Linked DNA regions of Sus scrofa: region 1 is linked to region 2. Evidence: chromatin contacts called from public HiChIP or PLAC-seq data. All regions are on one chromosome and are shown on one strand. Each heading gives the region's core, a stretch centred on a gene start, on an enhancer-like site or on the middle of the called end of the contact. The rest is flanking DNA. Distances are from core to core; before and after follow the strand shown. Region 1 overlaps APOO (MICOS complex subunit MIC26). Region 2 has its middle 11 kb from the start of SAT1.

What was found. HiChIP or PLAC-seq counts read pairs in DNA pulled down with a chosen protein or histone mark.
Region 1: a contact with region 2 is called in an H3K27ac HiChIP or PLAC-seq map of alveolar macrophages. The contact joins two enhancer-like sites. A contact is called at or near these places in 8 of 47 Hi-C or Micro-C datasets (blood, epiblast stem cells, heart right ventricle and 3 more) and 2 of 2 datasets of contacts at active chromatin or transcription factors (alveolar macrophages and skeletal muscle).

What each region holds. Positions count from the first base shown.
Region 1 is chrX:19,992,488-19,995,428 of Sscrofa11.1, reverse strand. It overlaps APOO (MICOS complex subunit MIC26), which reads left to right. Exons shown (of 9, transcript XM_005674464.3): 3 at 1,124-1,243. Among named protein-coding and RNA genes, the nearest start is that of APOO, 24 kb to the left of the region's middle. Within about 2 kb of position 1,583, at least 6 of the 83 cell types and tissues checked have an H3K27ac peak or open chromatin away from gene starts, as enhancers often do. A contact at or near this core is called in alveolar macrophages, where this site is marked.
Region 2 is chrX:19,917,525-19,920,494 of Sscrofa11.1, reverse strand. No RefSeq gene overlaps it. Among named protein-coding and RNA genes, the nearest start is that of SAT1, 11 kb to the right of the region's middle. Within about 2 kb of position 1,469, at least 36 of the 83 cell types and tissues checked have an H3K27ac peak or open chromatin away from gene starts, as enhancers often do. A contact at or near this core is called in alveolar macrophages, where this site is marked.

The DNA of each region.
Region 1 (2,941 bases), core at 334-2,833, 75 kb before region 2:
CTGATTTCTAGACTGGTTATCGAGCCAGGAAAACATTCACATTTTTTCCTTTCTTAAGAAATTGAAGACTTGGGCTCATATTGCTTCTTCACTGGATTAGAGGCTCATAAGTAGATTCTTAATAAATACTAAATAAATAAGAAATCAACTCTCTATTGTTTACATTCTATTTTTGTCTATAGCTCCCACTGATTATTTTGGATATTTAGTTTCTTTTGAGTTGCATTGAAATGTCATAAAGATCTACCTTCAGTCATGAGCAGGGTCATTTGAATAATGTTTACATAAAGCTAAATAGCTTATTTTTTTGCCCTTTACTCTTTGCAGGCCTTAAGACAGTGGCATATTTGAGAGTGAAAAAGGCAGCCAGTGGTGGCTGTGAAACGTTTCCTCTTTGAGTGGGGGACAAACCTGCTATCCTGCTTTGATTAGCACTAGGCTGATCATTAGGACTAAGTCACATGCTCTTCAGTTACTCTCAAGCTTTTTTTTCCTATCCCACCTCCCACCCACACTTTAGAGTAATAGAATCCTTTTTCCATACTAAATCTAAGGTGGAATATCAAATACCAGTATACAGAACAAGTAAAGGGGGGTTGCTTCATCTGCTACCAGGAGAGTACAGGAGGCTAGGTCACCTCAGAGCCCTGCTCTCTGGACCTTGTCCTTATTGAGTAAGGAAATAAGTAAAGTGCAAAGATCCTCTGAAGCAGTTTTCAGGGTGCACATAACCCTTAGTCATTTTAGCTTATGAATTATTAGAAATACGATGTTTACAAATTTGATAATTGGGAGTTCCTGTCGTGGTTCAGCTTTAATGAACCCGACTAGTATCCATGAGGTCATGGGTTTGATCCCTGGCTTCGCTCAGTGGGTTAAGGATCCGGTGTTTCTGTGAGCTGTGGTGCACGTCGCAGATGTGGCTCGGATCCACCGTTGCTGTGGCTGTGGTGTAGGCTAGCAGTTGCATCTCCGATTTGACCCCTAGCCTGGGAACCTCCATATGCCATGGGTGTGGCTCTAAAAAGACAAACACAACAAAACCAAATTTGATAATTGATTGTTACCTCATTACTGTATACGCTTCTTAATTTCTTTTTGTTTTGTTTTTCAATCTCTGCAGCTTTCTCTCTACTCTGTTCCTGAGGGTCAATCTAAATATGTGGAAGAGCCAAGGACCCAACTTGAAGAAAACATCTCCCATCTCCGACATTATTGCGAACCATATACAAGTTGGTGTCAGGTATAGCTTTTCTGAAAATGGAGTGAATGTATTTCTGTTTAGAGTCAATAGTGAAAAGTCTATATTGGCTGCATGTTTTCAGAAAAAGGCACAATAAACCGCCCCACCCTAATAGTGCCAGGCTTAAAAATGTTTATCAGTGTCATCTCTGCGGGGTGGGTAGCAGAGAGCCCTCGCTTCCTGGTGGCAGCTGTTGCCATAGCTGCAGAGATAATTTCCTTCCCCCTGGATGGCGTGTAGCTCCTTGACTAGAGATCAGAGGACAGTGGTACCTATCTCCTTGGTCAAGGCTATGAAAACATTACTGTCCACCAGGGGATGATATAGGGCTGGAACTTCAGTAGAAGGAAAAGGATACAGTGTAAACATTTATATCAAAATTAGGAAGTTTCTCTCCCTACAGAGATTCTACAAGCCAGTACCACTTGAAATAGGAATGGGTACAGAGCATTTTGACTGCTATAATGGGAGGGTAGATAACTAAAAGAGGGGGTAATTACATACTTTAGTACTGAACTCTTTGCCCCAGTGATCACAGAACTACATATGCAGATTGACTGTTACTGCTCAGGTTTTAGATCAGGCATTTATCATTATTTCATGAAAGCATGTCTGCGACTTTTAACATCTGAAACTGAAGTTTACGTTCTGCACAATGCTTTCCTGGGCTTTGATACACATAGTTGTCATACTTGATCTTGATTTTGAAAATTGTTGATAAAGTAGAAGTATGTAGATGTGTGTGACATGGTCTAGATTTACTCTGCTTGAGACTTATAAACTCAATTTTCATCCAGAACTTTTTAAAAAATTTTTAAATTTTCACTGTCTCTGCCAGTGCTGAACTTTTGTTCACCAATTTAGAAAGAAAATAGTAAGCATAGATTCTGTCAATAATATAAATTAGGCCATTATACTAGAGTATCGTAACCATATTATTGAGTTATGAAACACCTAAAGACTTTACTCATAATGTGTTGTAATAGACTTTATTCTCGTGTTCTAGATGATTTTTAAGCCATCCAATGGTGTTTAAGATAAGCTTAGCAGATTTGCAAATATTTTTGTATCATGTAGACATGTCTACTGTTATTTCTCTCTTGCTCTTTTTTTGTGGTTATAAAAGTACTTTGTCTCTTTGCTTTTCAACCTAGGTTGCTTTTTGTTTTTTACTTCATTTGTGCATGATGCTTAGTGCAGCAAAATGCCTTTGTAGCTGATAGAATAGTTAACATGTTCATTTGTACTACTTCTAAATAAAAAGCCTTTTTTTGTGATTGTACTGGTTTTATTTTCCTATAAAGTCTTCATGAATGAAAATATTTCTGATTCCTAGCTCTTTCTTTAGGCCTACAAGTTCTAGTCCCTTTTTTTAAGAACTGATTTAGTTTTTCTTCATAGTAAACAAATTTTGCTAGCAAAAGAAATGGGAGGTCACTCTAGACATTGGTCTGTAGTTTTTCTTTTCTTATGTGCACCAAAAACCAAGAATGGATTTTAATGAAGCAGTGGTCAGTTTTTTGTAATGTTCTTTATGTCCTCCCTCACATTCAGCATTTATTATTTAAGGCCACTTACCAGTATTAAGATAACTTGCTCTGAATTAATTTAACTGAATTAAATAAAACAAATCTTTTTCCAAGTGGCAACTGGTTCTGATACCTTCCCTTACATATCTCTTTTCCCATCTTTACTGTA
Region 2 (2,970 bases), core at 220-2,719:
TACTGAATCCGAGCCACAGCTGTGACCTATGCCAGAGCTGTGGCAGCATCAGATCCCTTAACCCACTGCACTGGGCTGGGGATCAAACCCGTGCCTCCACAGGGACTCAAGTCACTGCAGTTGGATTCTTAACCCCCTGTGCCACTGCAGGAACTTACTCATCTGCCTTTTATTACAGGGGGCTCTTAGCCAAGAACCTAGAGAGGTAGATAAAAGATGATTTTTCCTCCCTGACCCTGTCTTAACTCTCAGGGAACTCTTCCCTTAGGAGCTGTACATTGCTGAATTATTCTTTGATTTGGTGCCCAGAGGTTTTTATACTTTGAGGTGACACACTCTCCTAAGATTCAGGGTGGATGGAGATACACTTTTGTTTAGTCAAGTCGGAAAAGAGCTACCATGAAAGGAGAAACGGGCAAAGGGAACCGAGCGTGACCTCTTTACCTCAGGGATATTGTCAGGCAGATTATTTCCAGAAAGACTGTATATGAATTTGAGGCTTGGAAAGCGAGTTCTTAAAACTCAGTTGCCTATAAAGTTCTCATGTACCTCAAGTGGCAAACATTTCCCGTTTTGAAGGCCTTGACCTAGATGACTCCACTGTGCTTTTGGGGCAGAGGCTTATGTAAATGACTGTAGAGGGTGATTTATTAGGGATCATGTCAAGAGATTATTCTTAGGGTTCTGGCACAGAGCCTTCTGGTGCAGCAGCCTGCATCTTTTCAAGTATCCTCAAAGCCCACTCTTCTCAGTGGCTCTTTTGAGGATAGAGTGATTATTATTCAGTGGTTATTGTTGCAGAAAGATCATGTTGTGCTTTAGTTTCTGAAATGCAGGCCCTGATGAAGTAGACTAGAAAGAAACAGAAACTGCTTGGCGTTTCTCCCCTAGGTGTTGGAGCATATGAAGACTAAGGGTTTGTTTTAAAAACAAAGTCTCAAATAATTATCATTTGACCTAAGGGACTGTGTATTTTTCCCTGGAAGGAAGGCATACTTTTAAAAAATAATACTTTTGGTTTTGTCTTATCACTTGTAAATGTTAAATTTTCACTTCCTTTCTCAACCCAAATCTCATTCTTTCCTGCAAGCCATTACCAGGAAATACCTAGGTTTTAAAACATCCACTTTGCTTTTTCCCAGAGTTTTAGTTAGAAAGAAAAATAAACTTAATGAAATTCAAACCTAGGACAATACACCCAGAAAAATACTAACATAATAACCTGGGCTGCAAAACTTGTTTAGCAAGTTTCAGTTGGAGGTTAATTAAAACCTGCTTGGAAACCTCTTAAAACACAGACAGGAATGTAAACCACATACACCACCACCTAGATTCTTCCCTCAGGAGTTTTCTCCTCCCCACTTCCCTGGATTTTGGTGGGAACTTCTCCCCAGAGTTCTATCTTGTCTGACCTGAGTCACATTGTCTGTGGCCAATAGGATTCTGTTGTTCCCCTCCCAGGGGAGGAGCAACGGGCCGTAGGTAGGCAGCCCCTCCCTCCTCAGCAGTTATAACAAACAGTCTGCTACACCACTCCTTCAGCTTTTAGCTTCTTTGGGAGGTGGAGTGGGGGCTGAGGGGTTCTAAGAATTTCCTCCTGTGTTTCATGTTTTAAGTCTGCAGATACCGAGGAGTTAAAGTGACGTTGCTCTGACCAGACAAGAGAGCGCAAAAAGAAGTCAGAACAGAAAAGCTGCCTGAGGTTTGACTTGCCTGTAAGAGAATATTGAACTGGCCGAATGTTCTAGAATATTAGCTATATATTCTCTCAGGAGTTCCTCAGGGTTACCGCTATTATTTCATTTGTCCAGGCTTGTTCAGAGTGATTGTCAGCTAACACCCCCTTGCTGGATAAGCATCTGTGAGATGTGCAGGAAACAAGGCCGGGGTGTAATTATAACATAATGCTGTAACAACATTGTGCAAGACTGCCTTAGTACTATATGCCAGAGTACATAGCGACCATCTCCCTGACAGGCATTTGGGTGGTGATTAGTGTTGGATCACGTCCTGGAATCAGGCTTGAAGCCAGAGAAACTGGAAAATGATTTTTGTTTTTCAACTCCTTGGAGGCCCATGTGGAAAATTTAGGAGAGCAAAACTTTGACAGAACTCGTACATAATTTGCAGAAGAGAAAGTCAAGTGGGATGGTTCCTGAACCACTTGCCTTGCCTTGAAGCTGGTCTTCTGTGGAAAAGTCAAATTTTCGTGTAGAGCTGGTTGAGAAGTATTGTGGCAGGGAGCAGATGATAGCAATCCCAAATTCCTTCTGGCTCCTCCATATCTAATCTAAGCACAGGCAAGACCTTTTCCAGGTGACAGAGAAACAGTTTGGGCCACAAAGCACCACCAGTATTAATGACTAAAGACCACCCTGTACAGTTAAGCTAGACAGTGAGCTGTGGTTTGTGAGGTATATGTGGGGCCCGGCCGTCCAGTTCAACTCTCAGTTCCATGGCCTTCTGGTTGTATAACACAGAATACGTTGCTTCCCCCCTACACCCTACCTTATACACAAAAGGATGGCTTTGTTTTGAGGATTAAATGACATAATCCATGTATTACACATAGAATGTAGAAAGTGCTGTGTAATTATCAGCTTTCTTTTTTTTTCCCAATTAAATTCTCACTCTCAAAATGGATGCTTGTTACATTAGAGGTGATTCTATCATTTCCCCCCTAAAACTGGGGCTGCTTGGTTCCATTTATTTAATGAATGCTTGTAAAGTGCCTACCGCGTGCTATGCGTGGAATGAGGCACTGAGGATATAAAGTCTATGCAACACTGTCCCTACTCCTAGGATGTTGACGGTCAGGGAGGTAAACATTTTTGTTCATTGTTATGTCAAAAGCATAAATAAATAAGTAAATTCAAGGTGAAATAGTGTGGATGAGCTGCTTCAAGAAGGGTCTGGTGTGTGGTAGAGAAAGCCCAAGTTCATTTGCTAGTGGAGGCACAGACCAGGTTG